Regions from separate parts of the Hordeum vulgare genome. Here region 2 is linked to region 1. A link is a contact called in public Hi-C data. All regions are on one chromosome and are shown on one strand. Each heading gives the region's core, a stretch centred on a gene start, on an enhancer-like site or on the middle of the called end of the contact. The rest is flanking DNA. Distances are from core to core; before and after follow the strand shown.

Region 1 (4,840 bases), core at 2,334-4,833:
AGCAACGATCACTAGTACTCATCATTAAGGAGCAGCGCCGTTGCCAATCACACAGCTGAACACACTAGATAGTGGTCATTGCCCAATGCCTAGTGCAAAAGGAGATGTAATGGAAGAGCCTTTGGCTCATTGAATATGTATGAAGGATGCACAAATTCTCCACCCAAAAGGTGTCATTACCCAAGAGAGTGGGGAGAACAAGCGATTAAGAAATGACATGATCTCAAAGAGTTCTTGTGAGTGAGGGTGGGGGAGTTCAGGTTCGGCGCACCCTGAGGCGCCGTTATCATGGACGGGACGGGAAGGAGAGCGTGCGAGGGTGATGTGTAGGTTGAAGCTGGAGGGAGCCAGCAATCCTGACGATGGAGGGGGTGGCGAACGCAGCCGGCAGTTCTAGATTCGACAAGCGTTGAGTGCGGCATCGGCGCATCGCAGCCGATTACCTTCCCAGAGGTCGATGCAAAAGTGGAGGGGTAGGGTGTGTGGTGTGAGCCATAACGAGGTGCGGCCATAAGAGCATGGGGTGTTGCGTGGTGTGATGCGTGGAGGCGCCAGAGGTTGACATTCGGGATGGATTGAGCTTTAGGGAAGGTGCAGGGGGTGTGAGCAAGAGACGATGCGTGCAGCCATCACACAGCCATTGGATGGGCAGCATGCCAAGCGCGGGCTGTAAGTAGCCATCGGCAGATCATGGAGGCCTCGATTTGGATTAAAGTGAGAGAAGTCGCGAAGATGCGGTGGTTTCCTGCCACACCACAGCCAGCATCCAGCACGGCGATCTACACCTGCTGGGTAGCAGGCAAACATAGCCGGTCACAGCGGATCCAAGCAGCAACACATTTGCTGCCAACATAGACCACATAGCAACTCCATGCCGTGCCTGAGAGTCACTCTGTGCAGCGAACAGTGTCCCTGCCACCGCTGTCAATCGGCCAGCAGGGCATCGCGATGAGGTATCCTTCGGTTGCAGCAGGAAGGGTTGTGTCCGCCCGAGTGGCTCACATGGGAGCGATGCAGGGACTCACCCTCCTCAATTACAAATATTGTTGTAGAAGATAAGAATAACTATTAATTGAACAAAAAATAATGTTTTTTTAACAAGCTGCTCATAGAAGAATATAATTGAGTGATGAAAGTTAAAGATCAATTTCACAACATGATCCTTAGATATTGAAACAAGATGAATTACAAAATCTTAAAGGGTGCAACACATGATGAGCCTTCTATATATATATATGCATGTGATGGTCAACAATATTATGATAATTACCTCGATATTAAATGTTAATGCATTATGCCAGATAGAGAACTTCAGACACTATATATCATACGTGGAGACATAAAGTTTACATTCAAACATTACTTCAAACATCCGGCCTCAACCACACCCTCTTAAGACTTATATCCTATTAATCTGGTCAACTAGATATTTTTACTGGAATACTCCATAAAAGAGTACAAACAGCAGACCATGCGTCATGTCAAACATATGATGACAGCTCGACTTCGACATATTGGAAACTACCACCATCTACTGAACACAATTTCTATGCATGCTCAAAGGTGTCCTGAAACATTTCAACACCACCTATATATCAAGTGCTTAAATAGATTGACAGATTATATATTTGGTTTTAAGAAAAAATAGATAGTAATAAACATACAAGGTACTCCCTCCATTTACGAAAACCAAATAATCACAAAACACTTAGGCGCAGTGCATTAACTTCCACCTCGTTTCTTGCTTTTTGACATGAATAAAGTAATCAACCAATAAGAGACGTGAGGCGTGTATGTTTTTAATGACTTGAGGCGCAGTGGTCAATTCATTGCATGTAATGGTATTAATTAATAAATTAACACTAATTTCTCTCGTTTTTCTTTCCGTTTTGATCGTGGTGTAGTTATAAACCGAGACGGAGGAGTATGTAGTAATGAAGTTTCCTATCCAAGAGAAAAAAAAATGCAAAAGATATCGGTTTTGGTAAGTGCTTGCTCCACGTCCGTTTCCTATGATAAAGTCTAGTGTGTGGGTCCACACGGCTGAAATGTGCAGGAGGTACACAAGTACGCATGCAGCTCACAACCCACCGCGCATGGTGTGAGAAAAAGGAAACACGGTGACGATGTACCATGTACTATGAGATGTGGTACATATGCTGCAGTACCAGCTAGCCTGTCTCGTCTGCAGTCACCACTGGTTTATCTGGTCATCATAATCTAGCGGACTCATATCTATTATTGGTCTTAACAAAGTGTATGAACAGGTGCAGGTATACATCTCACCAAGTTCCCTAGAATCATCATACGAAATGTCATAAAGCCCCGAGTTTGAATGATCGGTCAGGGTTCACAAATTAAGCATGAAATAACAATGTGTATGCATACAAATAACTAGGTAGGAAATGTAATGATGCAACAGAATAAAACACAATAATAATCGTTCTAACTTTAGCACTTAGCCAGAAAATGATCGCGCACCTGCCCCGCAATTATCACGTATCCACACAACCTCGTAGACGAACTACCTAAGCCTGGTTCAGATTAGGAACTGGGTTCGGCACAGTCAATCCTTACATAAAATATCCTGCGAGGCGATGGGACGGCCCCCATGTAAAGGTAAAACTAATTGCTCCCCACAAATAGTAACCATATAAGTCAACCAAATCTAATACGGGGTACTAGATATTTTTTGATTCCTCGTCTCATGGACACGCAAAGCATTTACCCATTCCAAGCAGATCAAAATAAAATGAAACCAGGGTAAAAAAAAGCGTAGGAACAATAGTGGTAGTAGTAGTAGATGACATGATTGCATTGACAGACAGGCAGTGTTGGGTTTGGGCTGGGCTGGGCTGCATCACGTACCTTTGTGGCCGCGAAACTCCCCTCCGGATCTCGCCCTCCGCTGCACTCCGGCGCGACAGCCGCTGCCGCCTCCTCCCGCAGTCTCTTCTTCCGCTTCCTCTCCTTCTTGGCCCTCCTCACGATCGCGCACAGCGCCTCGTCGCCGTCGACCTCCGTTTGCGCGTTGCATCCGCTATCACCGGCGGGGGACACGTCCAAGGGGGGCGCCGAGGCGAAGAGGTCAGAGATGGACCTCTTCTTCGGAGGCTTCGCCTTCCCTGGCGACCTCCTCGGGGACGGCGCCACTGCCGCCGCCGACGCAGCAGCAGTAGCCATGGCGGAGGCCAACTCGTCCGCCCACCACCGAAACCTCGGCGCCTCTATAGCCGGGAGATGTTCGATGCCCAAGGGACGCCGACCCTCCGCCGCCGCCTCACCCCTCATGCTCGCCGCGTATCCCCTTCGGACAAATCGCAAATGGAGATCAGGAAAAAAAAACCGCATACACGACCACCATAAAGGCCGACGAGACGAGGCCGCGCACACTAACCTGATGGAGAACGCGGCGGCGGCCATGGATGCGACGTCGGCGTGCCCCCTCCGCGCAAATCTACCTGCGATTTCTCGAGTTTTTTTGGGAGGGGGGAGATGAGGAGGAGTAGACTGGAAGGAAGGAAGGAGAGGAAAGCGGCGGGCGTTGGAAAGGGAGGTCGTGTACTCCAGCATATATCTATCTAAAGGATGCAGCAATTACGATACGGAGTTAATACTTCGAGGCAAGGTTTTGATAGCATCGAGGCGAATAATCTACTCTTTCCCGCTCTCCCCACCTTTATTTTTGGTACCTCATTAATTATTCGATATTATATCTATTTAATGCCTTGCTGGCGCCAGTGTCGTGCGCGAGAGGCCCACGTCCCATTTACTACTGCGGACGGCGACAGGTGATGGACAGCGACTAAATTGTTTTTTCCTTTTATTCCTGTGGTTGGTGACGTGGCACAATCGTTCGCCGGACCGCATCATGTGATAGCGAGCGACTAGGTGCAAAATGTTGGGCGCACCATTCTCTGCCTAGAATACTCGCAAACTGCTGCGATCATCTAGATTTTTGTCTTAATTCAAATGCAATATTTTGCAAATGCTAGTACTCATGACTTTCTAACACATGATCAGTATTCTTTTGCGAAAGAGAAACATCTCACGACATTCTTTGTTGTTGCAAAAACAATCAACATCTGTAGAATGATGTTCTTCAGTGCGCTGGTACCTCACGAGACTACTCTTTGACATTTGGTGCTCATGACATTCTAATTGTCCAAGCAAAAAACGTGTGACGTGTGACCATTTTCTTCCAAAATTGAACGGTGTGTGTTTTGTTTTCCTAAGAAAGTTATATTTACATCTCCCTACCGAAAAAGTGTATGTCACGTAAAACTTGAGATGTGTGCTATTAAATAGCGATGAGAATATCGATGTTAGCAATCTCAATCAATAATAATGTTATCATTGCCATTTGTCGGTGCACTCGTTGTGTTCGAAGGCTACAATTCAATGATGGTGCTCATTTAAACGCGTATATGAGAAACTTGGCTAGATGCAATGGCAACATCGTCCATGGACATAGGAGCACCAGACTGCACAAATCAGTGATGGTGCTCATGTAAACACATGTACTCCCTCCGCTCTTAAATATAAGTTTTTTTGAGTTTTTACTAGTGTACTACATACGAATGTATATAGACATACTTAAGAGTGTAGATACATTCATTCTTCTTCGTATGTAGTCTTCTAGTGAAATTTGTATGTAGTCTTCTAGTGAAATTTCTAAAAAGACTTATATTGAGGAACGGATGGAGTATATGCTAGTTGGCTTGGTGCGGCTCATGTGTCCATGTACTCCATTACAGGAGATTATGGCCTGGTGAAATTGCTCATGACTTTCTAACTACGCACGCCAAAACCTGGTGCTGTTATTTCGAAGAAGCAAAGC
Region 2 (5,154 bases), core at 721-3,220, 270 kb before region 1:
ATTATGCCTTCGGATAGCATGGACACGTTATTTGGAACGTGGCTAGATGGAGTTGACACGATTATTGTTAGACACATCCGTATTGAAGTTTGTGCACTTCTTTGGGCTATATGGAACTGTAGGAATAATGTGGTTTTTAACACATACGTATATAAATTTTTTGCAAGTACTACACAAAGCTGCTACTGTAGTCCCCAAAACAGTACAATAATAGACTATGGAATATGGATCCTGTCAAGCAATACTAGATTATGGATCATGTGAAGCATATTGGGAACCACCACCCTCTTCGAAACATTGCTTGGATGCATGCTTAACAGTTGTATTAAGAACGGCTATCATTAGCATATAATAAGACAGGTCGATACATAAGCCACTTATCCAAGAGAAATGCAGCAGATATCAATGAAGTACAAACTCCCGCTCCACGTCCCCGTCCTATGATAATCCCACGTGTATGAGCCTTGACCCGACTGAAATCCGGAGGAGGGAGACCAAGTAGGCACCTCGCAACTCACCGTGCATGGTGTTGGAAGGCAACATATATACATGTACTAAAAGATAAGGTACATCTATGCTGCAGTACCAGCTAGCCTGTCTAGGGTACACTACCACTAGTGGTTTGATTTCGTGGTCATCATATATTTCTACCGGATTCTTGTTGATTATTGGCGGTCATAATATAATCCTCAGTTCCTCACACGAATGTCACTTTCCCTGACTTGGACTAATCGACCAAAGTCCACAAATTAAGCATGCAATAACAATATTTCCACATATAGATAGTAAAGAAGTAGCAAATGTACCAAGAAAACACAATGATCGTTCTAATTTTAGCAGTTAGCACAAGCCCCGTATAGGCTTTGCCAGAAAATCGTCATGCACCTGCCAGCAATTGACGGACTAACTATGCAGATTTGGAACTGGGATCGGCACATCTATACAGAATCGTTGCATAAAATATCCTGCGAGGCCATGCGTCGGTCCCATGTATATAGAACCACAACTAATTGGCCACACAAAATGTATCCACAAATAGCAATCACATTATCTGCAAATACTACTAATAGCGTGGTAATAAGACAACCAAAATCTAATAACATGGAGCTAGCAAGCATCTAACCATCTTCCTACTGTCCAGCAAATCAATCAAAACCTGAACCGACCATTCCATCAATTCTTAGCAGGTAAAAATAAATAAAAATACGTGGGAATAATAGCAGACGTGGTATCATTGCATTGGCACACAGCGAAGACTTGGGTTGGGCTGGACCACGTACCTTTCTGCCAGCGAAATTCCCCTCGGGCTCTCGGCCTCCGCTGCTCTCCGGCGCGGCAGCCGCTACCGCCGTCTCGTCCTCTTCTTGGCGTTTCCTCTTTCGCTTCTTCTCCTCCTTGGCCCGCCTCGCGATCGCGCGCAGGGCCTCGTCGCCGTCGACCTCCGTTTGCTCTTTGCATCCGGTATCACTGGCAGGGGGCAGAGCCAAGGGAGGTGACGCGGCGAAGAGGTCCGAAAGGGATCGCTTCTTCGGCGGCTTGGCCTTCGCTGGCGCCCTCCTCGGGGACCCCGCAGGAGCTGCAGCTGCCAAGGTGGAGGCGACCTCGTCCGCCCACCACCGGCACCTCGGCGCCCTGAGAGGAGGGAGATCCTCGATTCCAAAGAGACGCCGCCCCTCCGCTGCCGTCCCGCCCCTCATGCTCGCCGCATACTCCCTTCGGACAGATCACGGACGGAGATCAGGAAAAGGTAAACACAAACACAACTACCGTAATACCGACGAGATGGCGCGGTGCCTCAACACGAACCTGATGGAGAACGCGGCGGCGGCCATGGACGCGGGGTCTACGCGCTTCCTCGGCGCAAATCTGCGTCCGATTTCGCACCGGGTTTGGTGATTTGGGGGGAGAGGAGAAGGAGTAGACTCGAAGGAAGGAAGGGGAGAGGAAAGGGGTGGGTGCAGGGAAAGGCAGCTAAGTATTTAAAGGATGGCGATTACCGTATGGTATTTAATATTCGAGGTGGCCTTCGATGAGATCGATGCGAATATTTTACTTTTTTCCCGCTCTTCCCACCTCTTATTTTGGGTACAATTTATTGATTTTTCAGCAGTTAATGTCCTGGCTGGCATCGGTGTCGTGCCCGGTGGCCAATATCTATTTACTGCTGCAGACAGCGACCGGTGATGGACAGCGGACAATTTGTTTTGCTTTATTTTATTTTTGTGTCTGTATGGCAGGTAAACTTGCACTATCACGGTCTTCGGTTCGCCGGAGGGCGTCATCATGTGATAACGACTGTTGCGCGGTGGGGCCGCACAACTCAGCCCCCCTATACCCCATTCAAGCAACACATGTGAATTTCTGTTTTCTTTCAAAAGTACAATCTTAGCTGTTTATAGGGCTATATGCATGGTTATTCTTTTTTTTTATTTGCTCGTTTTGGAAATGAGGCTCAAAAAGGCAATCCTAAATTAAAACGTGTAAATGTGATGGTTGGCTACATGTGTTAGTAGTGTCTTAGACTATGTTTTTGTATTTTGTGCTCATCCACAAACGCATAATCGGTATAGTTTTGCAATTTGTTTGTTTGAGAAAGAGGCTTAAAAGCTGATCCTAAAGTTAAAAGGAGTAAATATGATAGTTCGCTAGGTGTCGTTACTGTTTACTACTATAGTTCAATTTTCGAACACGTGCGAAAACTTATATGGTCCAGTTAACCACATATGTTGGCATGCACACTACGCACGCTAACACAAGAAACGGTGATTTTGTGTTATTCTTCATATGAACACATATATATTATAATTGGGGATATGTGATGGCACTAACCAGGCTTGGCCCATCCTGTCGATGAAACAGAACATCCAATTTGCAGGGCCCGCTAAGTACTAGCTCTTCAGCCCATTAGGCGTGATAACCCCTAGCCTCAAATTTTTCCTTCGAAAAACCTTCAGTTCCCTCAGGTTCCTAAGCTGGTTTTTATCTACCCCTCGGGACAAATTCGTACATAAGGCATAGGCCCACTAAAAAACATCCCTACCAAATTTGTACATTTTTCTCTTCACGAATTTGACTTTGACGCCCCCATGCCATTGTCTCGATGTGATCGGCCTAAGTAGCTAGCATACATGTGTGACTCGGCGTCTCACCCTCACAAATCTCCCTCCATCCCTAGTCAGTAATTCGACGTCCATTGCATAAGGCCATGAATTCCGCAGTCTGCATGGTGTGCCCTCCTTCTAATTCCTCTAATTACCAGTATGCGTATGGGATCATCCCCTGGCACTTAAACGCCATGTAATGTATACTTATTAATTTAATTAATCATAGAAAGGGAAATCGAATTTAGAAGTAATAGGGACCAAAGAATACCAAAGGGAAAGTTCAAGTCTTGCCTCATTTTAGTTCAAAACAGTTGTGTGTGAAGATCAAGTAGCGAATAACGCAATACACATGATTGTTTCCAATAGTGGGGTACAAGATAAGTTACATGATTACAATGGTTAATATTTTGCCGGGCCTAGCCTGGGCTAGGATGGCTATAATCCTAATCCAGCCCAAGTTCTCAAACGGGTATACATGCATAACTTTTGAGAAAACTATTAAAATATGAATAATCCTAGCACAACTAGGCCCAAGGCAAATTGCTTTAGCTCTGGGGAGCATTTGCTCTTGGATGAACAACAAATTCGATATAAATAGTAAAATGTTTAAAAATATGATTTGTTTTGTTGATGTTCGTATTAGTATTCAAAGGGTGCTTGACAATTTTCATGCGAAAAGGAATAGCAGTGTTTCATCCATGAAAAGAAAATCAAAGTTTAATGGTCTTAAATTGCCAAAATATTGGCGTTCAAAATGATTTTTCCCATAGATTGAAATGGTTAAATCATCCCCTCCCAAAAAAATTGCAGATAGCATTTGTATATGAACATAAACATGTTTATGTTTTTCATATTTCTTGGCATATATTTTCCATGAAACACGGAGCATATGCTTCCAAGATCTGAATTGAATATCCGAAGCTCAACCCCTTATTTCTGTATTTTTGTGGCCGCCCCTGCCCATAGTACAGACAAAGTGTGCACCATTGGATGCACTAGAACCTTCCTAGCCGATATTTGCATTGGAGCATTGAAGAGCCTCATATTAATCAAGATTAATTGTATGGATACCGAGAATCATCCGCAAGTATAACGAGCTCAAAAGAGAATCCTCATCTTCAATATGAGGATTCTTCAATATCTAAATAGCTAGCCTCACTACTATAATTTTCTCGCATGCGTGATTCCAAATCACTTCAATCATTTATAGGCATATGATCAAGCCATAAGTTACAATCTGAACTATTTCTCACATGTACTCATAAGTTACTATTTTGCATTAATATAGCCATGCAAATCATGCCACCTCATCAAGTCACGATGTCAATCATAAGTACATGTGTTGATTGTTCATAGTCATGGAGGGTATATGTGTTGGATGCTTGTATAAAAATTATAGTTCACGCTTCACATTTTTGGTAAAGACAATGTTCCGTTAAGTTCATTCAAATGTATTTCTGTTTCTTATACGTAATCTAGGAACACTTCAAGTTCTAGGTTGAAGATGGCTCATGCTACGCAATTTTGTTAAAGACCTTGTCTAGTTAATTATATATATATTGACATATACCGTTTGGGACACCTAGGTGCGTGGACATCTTGCCTAGTAACCGTTGGATGACACTAAGATGTGTGTGCGTGCAATTATTATTAGCACTAATGGGTAAACCCATTAGTTTTTTTAGAAAGAATTATTGCTTGATATGGACATTTAATGACTAAATTAGATAAGGTACTAGAGAAAATTAGTATTAATTGTCCATGTTTTAAAGCCATGCACGTCTCATGGTACGTGCACCTATTTGTATGAAGCTGTATTTTTTGATATCTTATGGTTATTCCTTCTCTCTTTTTTATATGTGCTCTTATTTATTTTTCACCAAGTATTTAATACCTGGAATAAATCCTTTTTTACAAGAAATATCTTAAAAAATCATTAGGTATATAAATACATAACCCAAAGATTTCTTAGCTTTGTTTATGTACTACAAGCATATTGAGTATATATTATATACCCATATTAGATGCCTCATGTAGTTGGGTATATACG

What was found. A called contact is a pair of places that touch in the nucleus more often than the background predicts.
Region 2: a contact with region 1 is called in a Hi-C map of seedling, with 4 times the contacts expected there. The contact joins the promoter of LOC123443103 here to the promoter of LOC123443100 in region 1. A contact is called at or near these places in 3 of 6 Hi-C or Micro-C datasets (leaf and seedling).

The regions. Positions count from the first base shown.
Region 1 is chr3H:92,039,401-92,044,240 of MorexV3_pseudomolecules_assembly, reverse strand. LOC123443100 (putative GPI-anchored protein pfl2) reads right to left here and starts at 3,583. Exons shown (of 4, transcript XM_045119359.1): 1 at 3,398-3,583; 2 at 2,869-3,307. The coding sequence starts at 3,573.
Region 2 is chr3H:92,305,889-92,311,042 of MorexV3_pseudomolecules_assembly, reverse strand. LOC123443103 reads right to left here and starts at 1,970. Exons shown (of 3, transcript XM_045119362.1): 1 at 1,807-1,970; 2 at 1,281-1,713. The coding sequence starts at 1,832.